Regions from separate parts of the Capra hircus genome. Here region 2 is linked to region 1. A link is a contact called in public Hi-C data. All regions are on one chromosome and are shown on one strand. Each heading gives the region's core, a stretch centred on a gene start, on an enhancer-like site or on the middle of the called end of the contact. The rest is flanking DNA. Distances are from core to core; before and after follow the strand shown.

What was found. A called contact is a pair of places that touch in the nucleus more often than the background predicts.
Region 2: a Hi-C map of blood shows a contact between it and region 1, with 4 times the contacts expected there. The contact joins the enhancer-like site here to the promoter of NEK7 in region 1. A contact is called at or near these places in 2 of 5 Hi-C or Micro-C datasets (blood and liver).

Annotation. Positions count from the first base shown.
Region 1 is chr16:75,636,217-75,641,962 of ARS1.2, reverse strand. NEK7 (serine/threonine-protein kinase Nek7) reads right to left here and starts at 2,817. Exons shown (of 9, transcript XM_018060815.1): 1 at 2,535-2,817.
Region 2 is chr16:75,804,459-75,810,268 of ARS1.2, reverse strand. No RefSeq gene overlaps it. Among named protein-coding and RNA genes, the nearest start is that of NEK7, 170 kb to the right of the region's middle. Within about 2 kb of position 2,763, at least 1 of the 5 cell types and tissues checked has an H3K27ac peak or open chromatin away from gene starts, as enhancers often do.

The DNA of each region.
Region 1 (5,746 bases), core at 1,568-4,067:
ATTTCAGTAAATACACAATGGTCAAAAAGAAAATACGTGAATATTCCAAATAAATCAGTGCCTCAAACTGCCAACTGCAACCACCAGAAACATGGAGGGAGGGGAGTATGAGGTGAGATACTCAAGCCCACATTCTGGTCGTGTGAAACTGCAAAACTGAGCCCTATTATTCGGGGACGTTAACACCGAGGCCCCCAGTCTCCCCTCCTCCACTAGAACGCACCCATCATACCAGGCGTGCCTTCCTCATTCTTGCAGTAAGTGCTGCTTTACTGGGCTGGAAAGGGGCTCCCGAGATGGTCCAGCCAGGAGAAGCCGTGCGTGGTGGAGAGGCGTGGAGGGCAGCAGGTGCGATCGGGATCAGTGGACCCCAGCAGAACAGCAGTGCGGATTAGCAAATGGGTCTGCACCCGGGGGGTCGTCTTCACTTTGGCGACTGCAAACCACTTTTTGTATATGGAAAGCATCCCAAATTAATTGTAAAAAGGCATAAGGATTTGGAGTCTTAACAGTTCTCGGTTTGCATTTTCACACGATTTCAAAGAACAACCCCCCCGCACCTCCACAAACATCAGTCACACCAACTGGGGAGCCCAAGATGCAGCTGAACCTTGAAAGGAGACGAGCACCTGGGGGAGGGCAGGCGGGAACCCCAGGGACCTGCCGCCGCCCTCCCACTGTATGTGTTTAACTGACCAGTTCCCCCCTCCTCATTTTCGGATTTATCTCACAACTCTCCCCACCTCTCCCTTACTCCGCAAGCCCCGCCCCCGATGAAAAGCTCCGCCCCCTCCCGCTGGCCCCCGAGGGCCGTAGGAAGTGCCCGCCCCCCACAGCCGGAGCCGCGCCGTCCTCGCCGCCCATTGGCTGCGGAGGCCGTCCGTCTGCAGAGGGCGGGGCCTCCCGCGCGAGGGCGGAATCCCAGGCCCGCGCCTCCGGGAAAGGTCCCGGGCAGCCCCAGACCCCCGCAGAGCGAGCGACCAGCTTCCACTTAGGGGTACCTTCGCCTTTTAATCTCGCCGCCCTCCCCCCGTCGGCCCCATGCAGTTTTAAACTTTTTCAAAGCTCCCACCCAGTCCAGGACCAAGTTGAGGATGCTGCGGTTTTAGGAGTGAAGCAAGCTGTGGACTGGATCTCTGGAAATGAAATTCCTTACGTCTTCTGTTAACTTGTTTTGGGTGCACGGGCCTTCATCAAGGGTTCCGGCCAAGAATACTCGGCAACCATTCACCAGGAGTCACCGCAAGCATTACAGAGTTAACTGTATCTCGTTTAACTATTCACCCTTTTCACAGTCAGACTGTCCCAAAGGTACTATAAATTTTTTGAGGCAAAGTGCTAAGCCATTCTCCGACCACACCCTCAAGAGCTCAAGCTCCCTTACAGAATGATCACGCACACATTCTGCACTTTATTCCGTAACGCAGCCTGGTGAGACGCGCAGCTGTAGCCTGAAGGGAATATGCATATTTCTATAAACTGCAAATTCCTTGGAGGAGGAATTATCAACAGCGGTTCTAATTATGGCGGGCACACAGTGCTCTACAAACTATGGGTATCTGTTTCAACTGCGTCCTTATGATCAGTAGCCTCAAAGCAGAGGAAAAATCGTTTCGTTTCTGCAATGTTTCTTTCAATTCCGTCACCAACAACGCTCAAGGATGGAAACATATCTTACTGTAAATAACTATTTTTAGTATCCATCCCTAACTACAGCTGGGCGAGAACAAGGCTCATCTGTTTTAAACATCATCTCCCAGGGCCTAGTTTACCGCAAAGAGGTAACAGGGGTTCTTAAATCTCACTGCAGCACCCTTCTCTAGGTTGTGTTCCCTTCCTGACACTGGGGACAGTGCAGTCTTATCATTCTTTCTCCTTTTTTCCTGTGAGCTCCCTTTCGTCTCTGATTTTTGGCCTCAGTGTTCAATGACTTTATTTCTCTTCTGCTGCCACTAGCACCACCACCATCTGCCATTTGCCTTGCAGCCCTTCTCTCTGACGTCTCCTATTCCTGACAGAGCCCCAGTAAAGCACCTTCTCCAAAAGGTCGGTCGTCTTCCCCGTACTCCTCCGAGCCAGGCTGCAAAGCTCCCACCACCCACTTCTCCCTGGAAGTTCGCTCTGCCCAGTCCCGCGGTGGCCGATTGCTGACAGCTGGACCTAGCCAATCCGCGAGGAATAAATAAGACGCGCAGCCAATGAGCGTGCGCCGGGAGGCGGGACTTCGCCAAGTTCCTCGGGTCCCCAAACCCAGACCTGTTGCGCCGCCGCCGTGGCCGCCTGAGTTTCTTAGTTACGGCGGCGGGCTCGGGCGCCCGAGCCGCGCGGGGCACGAGGCTCTCCCCACGGCCCACGAGTGGCCCGAAGCCCCCCGGCCGCGCGCGCCCCGCACCGGCCTCCCTCGACCCTCCCCAGGCATGGTCCCCAGGCCGCCGCGCGCGGGCCCGACCTCTCCTCCCCGCCTGGCTCCGCGGGCAGCCCCACCCGGCGGAGCCCCGGCCCGCGTGCCCAAGACCCCAGCGGCAGCGACTCACCAGGAAGCGGAGAGCTTTACGTCCTCTGGCCCGCGCAGGACCCGGAGCGGGCGGGCGGCTCGGCCAGGCGGCGCCGCGGACAGGCCCGCTGGGCCCGGGGCTGTGGCTGCGAGGCCCGAAGCGCTGGCCACCTCCCGCCGCGCCGCTCCGGCGGACGCTGCAGGAGCGGGCACCCACCCTGCGCACGGCGAGGCGCGTCAGGAGCGAGACCCTAGCGGCGGCCCATCCTCCCACAACTCCCGCGCCTCCTCCCCCGGCCGCGGCTGTCAGGAGTGTAAACATCCCGGCATCCCCGAGGAGGGGGCGGGGCGGGCGCCGGACACGCCCACTAGGGCGTCGGCCCCGCCCCGCGCCGCCGGCCCCGCCCCAAGCCGGGCTGGGATCTGCCTACTCGGCCACTACCCTCAGGCCTTAGCGTCAGAGCCCCAACGTCCCCCGCTGGCGCCCAGGCGGGTCTTGGGGAGCCTCCCTGTGGTCAGGCCCAGCCCTAGTCCCCTCTTTCCGGCCCCCTTCCCTCCAAATCGGGGGTCGGCTGCCTTTTGAGAACTTTAAATGCCCAATGTTCAAGAGGTCAGCCGAATTGGTACGTCGCTTTCTTCTGGATCATCGAGTTTTTTATCCCACCCTAGAGGACAGTGGCCTTTAGGACATTTCTAAGAAGTGAACTACCTGGTTTGGTCCTAGGAGTATTTGGTGGTGGGTAGAGGGGTATGTATTACAGCCCAGAACCCTAGAACATGGAACTACAAAAGGAATACTGTGAATCCAGCCGCTTCGCTACTTCGGTAACCGGGCGACAGGGCTAGGAAGGGTCAACCTCACCTTGATTTGAATCTCAGGTGGTGCGTGAGCTTGCTTAGTCTCTTCAGTCGTGTCCGACTCTTTGCAACCCTCTGCAGGGTTAGATCCCGCCAGGCCCCTCTGTCCATGGGATTCTCCAGGCAAAGATACTGGAATGGGTTGCCAGCCATGCCTTCCACCAGATCTTCCCACCCAGGGATCGAACCTGCATCTCTTAACGTCACCTGCATTGAAGGGCGAGTTCTTTACCACTAGCGCCACCTGGGAGGTTAACTCTGACCTGGCAGGACAAGTTATTTCACCTTTCCTGGAGTCACACTCTGTGAGAGGACAGAAGTAATAATACCTGTCTCTAGGGCTTCCCTGGTAACTCAGCTGGAAAAGAATCCACCTACAATGCAGGAGACTCCAGTTTGATGCCTTGATGGGGAAGATCTCCTGGAGGAGGGCATGGCAACCCACTCCAGTATTCTTTCCTGGAGAATCCAGGACAGAGGAGCCTGGTGAGGCACAGTCCTTGTGGTCGCAAAGAGTCAGACAAGCCTGAGCCACTAAACACAGCACTAGTACTACACTAGAATTCAGTGAGATACAACAGAATGCTTAAGCACCAGAGCCTGGCAGAGAAGAAGTGTTCATTGAGTAGCTGCTATTACTCCTAGGCCTGTTCACTAGTTTGGCTCCCCAACCAAAGGATTCGAGCCAAGAATGAGTAGATTATAGCTCAAATGCTTGAAATGTTAAACCTATGGAATTAACATTTAGAAAGTTTATTTTTAGAGAGAAAATAATTCAAGATCTCAGTAGAAGACTTTTATTTCAATGGCTAGTAAAGTATGGGTAAATCTGCTAAGCACTGTTCTAAGAAGCAAAGCAGTTACCAAGACACAAAGTCCCTGATCTCATGGCCTTTACATTATAAAAAAAGGCAATAATAATACAATAAGCCAATAAATGCATACTATGTCAAATGGTGATTCATTCAAAAATAAAGCAGGGTGTGAAGAGTCATTGGAGGGGCGAGCAAATCCATTTGGGTTTGCATAAAATAGCTCTGCTGTGGAGAACAGATTGCAGGGCTGGAACTACTAAAATAGTTAAAAGACTGTTATAAGGATCAGGTAGAAGACATTGATGACTTAGACCATTGTGCTAACAGTGGAGGTGTTAAGAATGGTCAGGTCCAGATATGTTGTTAAGGTACAGCCAACAAGATTTATAGATGAATTGAACGTGGGGTAAGAAGGTAGGCAAGGGACTTCCCTGGTTGTCCAGTGGCTAAGACTCCATGCTTCCCATGTAAATGACCGTGCTTCTATCCCTGGACAGGGAACTAGATCCCACTTGCTTCAACTAAAAGAGTCCACCTGCCACAACAGAGATAGATGGTCCCGTGTGCCACAGCTAAGACCTGGTGTAGCCAAATAAATAAATATATTTCTTTAAAAAAGTAAGTATGCAAGAATGAAGCCAATAAAGTCAGCATTTGAACCAGATTGCTCTGTCAAGTCACACCAAACCAAACTCAGCCAAATAAGAACAGGGTCATTTGAGTTATACACAGGCACACCTGGCAGGAAAAGGTTAAGGTTTTCAAACACTGTCTTTTGTAACACCTTTTAGAAAGGTCCATAGATAGATAATAAAACAGCCCTAATTAAAGTACACATTCTGGTGTACAAAGATACTTCATTGGTATAAGGAAAACATATTTCTTATGAACACTGACTAAGAGGGAAATGGATCAAAATGAGCCCATGAAGCCCTGGAAGATTCCTATCGTGGCTCTACCGTGCCCAGAATGCTGACATCATCATCTTCACCTTCAGTTCAGTTCAGTCGCTCAGTCTTGTCTGACTCTTTGCGACCCCATGAATCGCAGCATGCCAGGCCTCCGTGTCCATCACCAACTCCCGGAGTTCACCCAAACTCATGTCCATCAAGTCAGTGATGCCATCCAGCCATCTCATCTTCTGTCGTCCCCTTCTCCTCCTGCCCTCAATGTTTCCCAGCATCAGGGTCTTTTCCAATGAGTCAACTCTTCGCATGAGGTGACCAAGGTATTGGAGTTTCAGCTTCAGCATCAGTCCTTCCAATGAACACCCAGGACTGATCTCCTTTAGGATGGACTGGTTGGATCTCCTTGCAGTCCAAGGGACTCTCAAGAGTCTTCTCCAACACCACAGTTCAAAGGCATCAGTTCTTTGGTGCTCAGCTTTCTTGACAGTCCAACTCTCACATCCATACATGACCACCGGAAAAACCATAGCCTTGACTAGACGGACCTTTGTTGGCAAAGTAATGTCTCTGCTTTTGAATATGCTGTCTAGGTTGGTCATAACTTTTCTTCCAAGGAGTAAGCGTCTTTTAATCTCATGGCTGCAGTCACCATCTGCAGTGATACAAAGCTA
Region 2 (5,810 bases), core at 1,514-4,013, 170 kb before region 1:
TAGAGGAAACTTACTCACTCAAGTGTATCACAAGTTAGCAAAATGTGTGGTGGAAATAGTGAACAGAGGGCAAGTTTCCTCCTAGCCCCCTTTTTTTTCCTCTTCAGAAGAGGGTATGTTTTAAAATATGGGTTCTATCCTTATTCAAGTGGGGTGAGACGGACAGATCAGGACACAGCTGTCATTGGAGGGTGGCTTGTTGCTCACAGTTCCCATGGGAAGGGGTCACACCACGCCACATAGGAACCACGAGGAGATCCCTGGAGTCAACCAGGGGGGCTTCTGGGCAAGAACCTTTATTGCAGCTCTTTCAGGAACTGAGTAGGCAAAGAATCCTCCTGCAGCGCAGGAGACCCCAGTTCGATCCCTGGGTTGGGAAGATCCCCTGGAGAAGGGATAGGCTACCCGCTCCAGTATTCCGGCCTGCAGAATTCCATGGCCTTTATAGTCCATGGGGTCACAAAGTCACACACAACTGAGCGACTTTCACTTTCAGGAAAGAAAAGAGGTACGGTGAGCAGCTGAGCAGGATTGTGAGTGTGTGAGTGTGTGTGTGTGTGTGTGTGTGTGTGCACATGCACGCACGCTCAGTCACTCAGTCGTGTCCACCTCTTTGCAACTCCATGGACTATAGCCCACCAGCCCCTGGTCATGGGATGTTCCAAACGAGAATACTGGAGTGGGTTACCATTTCCTACTCCAGGGGATGCGTCTCCTGCGTTGGCAGGCAGATTCTTTACCACTAGTGCCACCTGGGAAGCCCTGAGCAGGATTAAATCGGAATAATGTCAGTGAACTCGGTGTAGGGCTCCAGCAATCCCTGGTGGGTCAGTGGTAAAAAATCTGCCTGCCACTGCAAAAGATACAATAGACACAAGTCCTTCCCTGGGTGGGGAAGATCCGCCGGAGTCGGGAATGGCAGCCCAGTCCAGCATTCTTGCCTGGGAAAGCCCACGGACAGAGGAGCCTGTCCGGCTATGGTCCACGGGGTCATAGAGTCAGACAGGGTTGAGCACGCATTCTGGAAGAGCCTGATAAAGAAGCAGCTGGGGGTGGGTGCTGGGTTGGTTACTTTGCATATGAAAGTGTTGCCAGCAGGGGAGTCATGTGGTGTCTCTAGGAACTGCCTGAACCTGGGAAGGGCAGTCTCTCCCGGGTCAGCAAGACCCCAGATGTCAAAGCATCAGAAACATGGAAAATAAATAACAGAGCATAATTCCTTTGGGATCTCTTTCCTCCTGGAAGCTCCCACGTCTTCCTCACAGACATCAACAATCTCTCTGTGTGCTTTCTCCGGTTCTGCCTCATTTATCTATAAATACAGCCCAATAGCACCAGCAGGAAAATACATTTTTCTATAAAATTTACAGAGAATTTAGAGGTGTTTGAGAGGTCTTTGAGACACTATGATATTCATCTTTTAAAAAGTGAAAGTGAAGTCTCTCAGTCGTGTCCGACTCTCTGCGACCCGAGGACTGTAGCCCACCAAGCTCCTCTGTCCATGGGATTCTCCAGGCAAGAATACTGGAGTGGGTTGCCATTTCCTTCTCCAGGGGATCTTCCCAACCCAGGGATCGAACCCGGGTCTCCCACATTGCAGGCAGGCGCTTTAACCTCTGCACCACCAGGGAAGCCTAAAGCACACTGTTACTATCTACAGAAAAGCGCACCCACCCTAGGGACATACAGCCCTACGAATTATCAGAAAGTAATGGTGGCCCTCTTTTGTTCTAACCGCATCGTGTGCCATTTTTGGAAACAGTACACGTTTCCTTACAGTGTTGCCTGAAGTGTAGAGTGTCTGGGTTCTAAATCCTGTCCCTGCCACTCCCCATCTGTTCCTGGGAGGCGTGACATTTAACCTTTCTGTAAAGCCTTCTCAATTTTCCCACGAGTAAAATGATAATAATAGTAACAACCTTGTGGTGTCGTTGTGAGAAATACAAGTGCCTAGGACAGTTCCAGGTGGCTGATGCACTGCTCAGTAACATGTGCTTTGCTATTACTGAGAAACAGTACGTAGAATAATGGCTGCTTTTCCTTGACAACAGTACGCAGTGACGTAATGGACACAGAAGCCACCTCCAGCCGCCAGCTTGCCAACCTTGTCTCGTGGCTGTGCTCTTGGCATTTTGCTACTTGCTTTCTGCAAAGTTTACTTCTTTCTAATAAGCCGGACCATTAGTCCCCGTGTCTTTGAGGGGGCTTTCCTGGCAGTCCAGTGGTTAGGACTTTGCCTTGCAGTGCAGAGGCTGTGGGTTTGATCCTTGGGGGGGAGTTAAGATCCCATATGTGCAGTGGCCAAAAAAAACCCAAACATAAAACAGAAGCAAGTAACAGAGTCCATAAAGACTTTTATAATGTTCCATATCAAAAAGAAAGCTTAGAAAGTGTCTCTGGGTTTCTTCTTACTTCCATATCCTCAGCACCTGAAGCAGGTCTTAAAACATACCTGTGTCCATTCAACGGTTTGAAAGGCCAGATAAGCTATCACTGCTTGCTTTGCCATTGTATTTGCTTCCAGCACCAAACAGCAAAATCTGTTGCTTGTGATCTGCTCGGTTCAGGAAAACCAAATATACTGTCAGGAAAGGATGAATCAAACCCAAGAGGATCTCTTTATTAAGCTTGAAGCACCTTTTTGTGTTTGTAACTTGATTCTGACCCTGATGCAGCACTGGGTCTTGCCAGGGCTCCACTGGGCCGTGAATAAACGTTGACAGCAGCGTGTGGTGGACGCCAGCGAGCCGGCTGTGGTGTGCCCACGCCGGGCACAGCTCAGGGCAGAGAGGCTTTGCTTTCCCTTGGTGTCTTTTCCCCCACTTCTCCACGGGTCGCCTGGGAAGATGTTCCTTTGTTCCCATCCACTGGGGATGATGATGACAGCTGGTAGCCCTGAGACCTGGTGACGAGATAAGAACAGAGAGCAGGGGGACGCAGGGGGAGAAGGAGCCAGGTCAGCCAAGGCGAGGGACTCTTGGGGGAATGGCCTCAGTGCCCACTGGAAGGGGCGGTGCCTGGTGAGGTGCTGGTGGGGCTCGACACAGGGTTAGAAGCAGATGAGCAGATTTGGAACTGGAAAGTAATGAGATGGTCCTAGAGGTCCTTTTTATTTAACAGATACTGTGGTAGGTTTCCAACGATGTCCATACCCTCATCCTAGGAGCCTGTGAATATGTTACTTTATTTGGCAAAAGAGGGGACTTCCCAGGTGGCTCAGTGGTAAAGAGTCCTCAAAAGAGACTGCGGGAGCGATTAGGATCCAGAATCTTGGGATGAGGGAGTTGCCTGGCTTATCCAGGTGGACACAATCTAATCACATGAGGCTTTAAAAGCAGAGAGCCCTTCTGGGTTGCAGAGAGAGGGCGGCGTGAGACAGACGTCACGCGCCTGGCTGGATTGACGCTGGAGGAAAGGGGGCTTGTGGGGGTCCCAGAAGCAGCAAAGTCCAGAAGGGTTTTCCCCAGAGCCTCTAGAAGGAACACAGCCCTGCCCAGACTTGATGTTTGACCAACTAGACTCATGCGGGACTGGCTTCCAATCTGCAGGCCTGTAAGGTAATGCATTTGTGTTTAAGTCATGAAATTTGAGAGAATTTGTTCTAGCAGCAACAACGCCTGCATGCGTGTTTAGCTGCTCAGTCATGCCTCTTCCCTCGTGACCCCATGGACTGTAGCCCGCCAGGCCCCTCTGTCCATAGGACTCTCCAGGCACGGATACAGCAGCGGATTGCCTTTTTCTCCTCCAGGGGATCTTCCTGACCCAGGGATCAAACCTGCATCTCCTGCTGGGCAGGCGGACTCCTTACCACTGAGCCACCTGGGAAACCCAGGAGGAGCAACACGTGACTATAAATATTTATAGAGTCCCATCTTGGGCCAGCACTGAGCTAAATATTAAAGCTACCCCAGTATACAAAGTAAACCTAATTTCTGCCCTAATGAGGCTTACTTACAAACTAGGATTTAGAATCGTCAACCAACTGAAATCTATAGAACAAGCATAAGATACTAAGAGGTCTTGTTATAGCCATTCACCTTCTACTATATTAACTCTGCAAACCATACTCTGAATCAGAAGAAGCAGTTTCTAAATCAGTTTTTCTAATGAAAACATGTGCTCAATAGAAATATAACGTATATGCGTAAGTAACTTCTGACTACTGAGATGGAGTAGCGCTCAGAAACTACTTTTTAAAGGGGGCAAGCAGCTCTACAATATTAGCAAAAACCGACAGAGGGGATGAATATCCAACAAGCAACTTGGAGAAGGTAATAAGAACAAGTGACTGGAATTAAATACAGAAGGCTGACAACTTTTGCCTAGTTTCATAAAATTGGTTACTCATGAACTACTGTAACCGAAAGTGGGGTCTGGCTGCTGTCTGCTCAGAGGCCATTAAAGAGGCCAGGTTGGTGGAAAGGAAAGTTTGCTTTATTTAGGATGCTGGCAACTGGCAGGGGGGTGGGGGAGGGCGGATGCCAAAGGCTGACGACCCCTCCTCCCACCTACCCGCCCCAGTGGGCAACAGCTTTTATAGACAGAAGGAGGGGGTTACATGCAGAAACAGCACAGTCGGCTCTGACAGTCACCTTCAAATTGGTCATAGAAGGTCTGACCAGGGTCATCTTGATTGCTTCAGGTCCAGTTAGTCTTCAGTTCCAGGGTTGTTGGTTTTTTTTTTTTTTTTTTTTTTCCATTTCTTGAGGCCATTTCTCAGAATTGTGGCAGCTAACGTCACGGCTACAGTCTGTCATTATGTAGTTAACTTCTTCCAACTGGTGGAGGTTTAGTACCAGTAGGACAGCTCACAGGATATGGCTCAGAAGGTTCTCTGTAGCCCTTGAGAAGGAACTAAAGGCCTTGACTTTGCTTAATGACTATATTATTACCTGGTCTCCTTTGACTCTTTACCTTTGTTTCTGCATTTTCTCACTTCTCTGATTAAACTTATCCTTTGGCTAAAGTTTTTCTGGGGCTTCCCAGGTGGCTCAGTAATAAAGAATCCTTCTGCCAATGCAGGGGATGAGGGAGACGTGGTTTCAATCCCTGGGTCAGGAAGATTCCCTGGAGGAAATGGCAACCCACTCCAGCATTTGTGCTTGGGAAGTCCCACGGTTAGAGGAGCCTGGCTGGCTACCGTCGGTGGGGTTGCCAAGCGTCAGATGCACCTGAGCACGAGCCCCCAAGGCTTTTCCATAGACAAAGGGCATACGGGGCAAAGACTATAGCGTCCTGCTCAGTTTCACTACTACACAGTAATGTAACTATATATTGTTAGGTAAAAAGACGACCAGGGCACCAAAAAAGTGTCTAACAGGCTTTTTAATGGCGAAGCGCTACTGGGCGGGGTTCCCGGACCCGAACGAGGCAGGTCAAGGAAGTCCCCGCCCAGACCGTGTTGGAGGTGGCTTATATACATCGTTGCGAGGGATGGTCAGGTTAATGGATGGGGTTCGGATAGGTCGCCAGGCGAGGCGTCGCGGGCTGACAGGTCCTTCTACGTGGCTGGGGCGGGGCGGCTTTAGCTGGCGAAGTGTGCTGTCACTGGTCCCCGGGATCTGGGAGGCGCCTTCCGTTAGGGACTTCCCCCGCCGGCGGGGTTGGGAGGGGGGGATGGGGGCGGCCCATCACAGCCGGGATCTGGCCTTATGTATATAAACTTACAACATGTTGACTAATGGATTTGCAGGTCACAAACATCTCAAGAAATGAAGCACATTTTTTATTATTTGACTTCAAAATTATATTTTGTATTTGAACTTAACATGTTTAAGTTATTAATGGGGCGCCATTTCCAAAGAAATGAG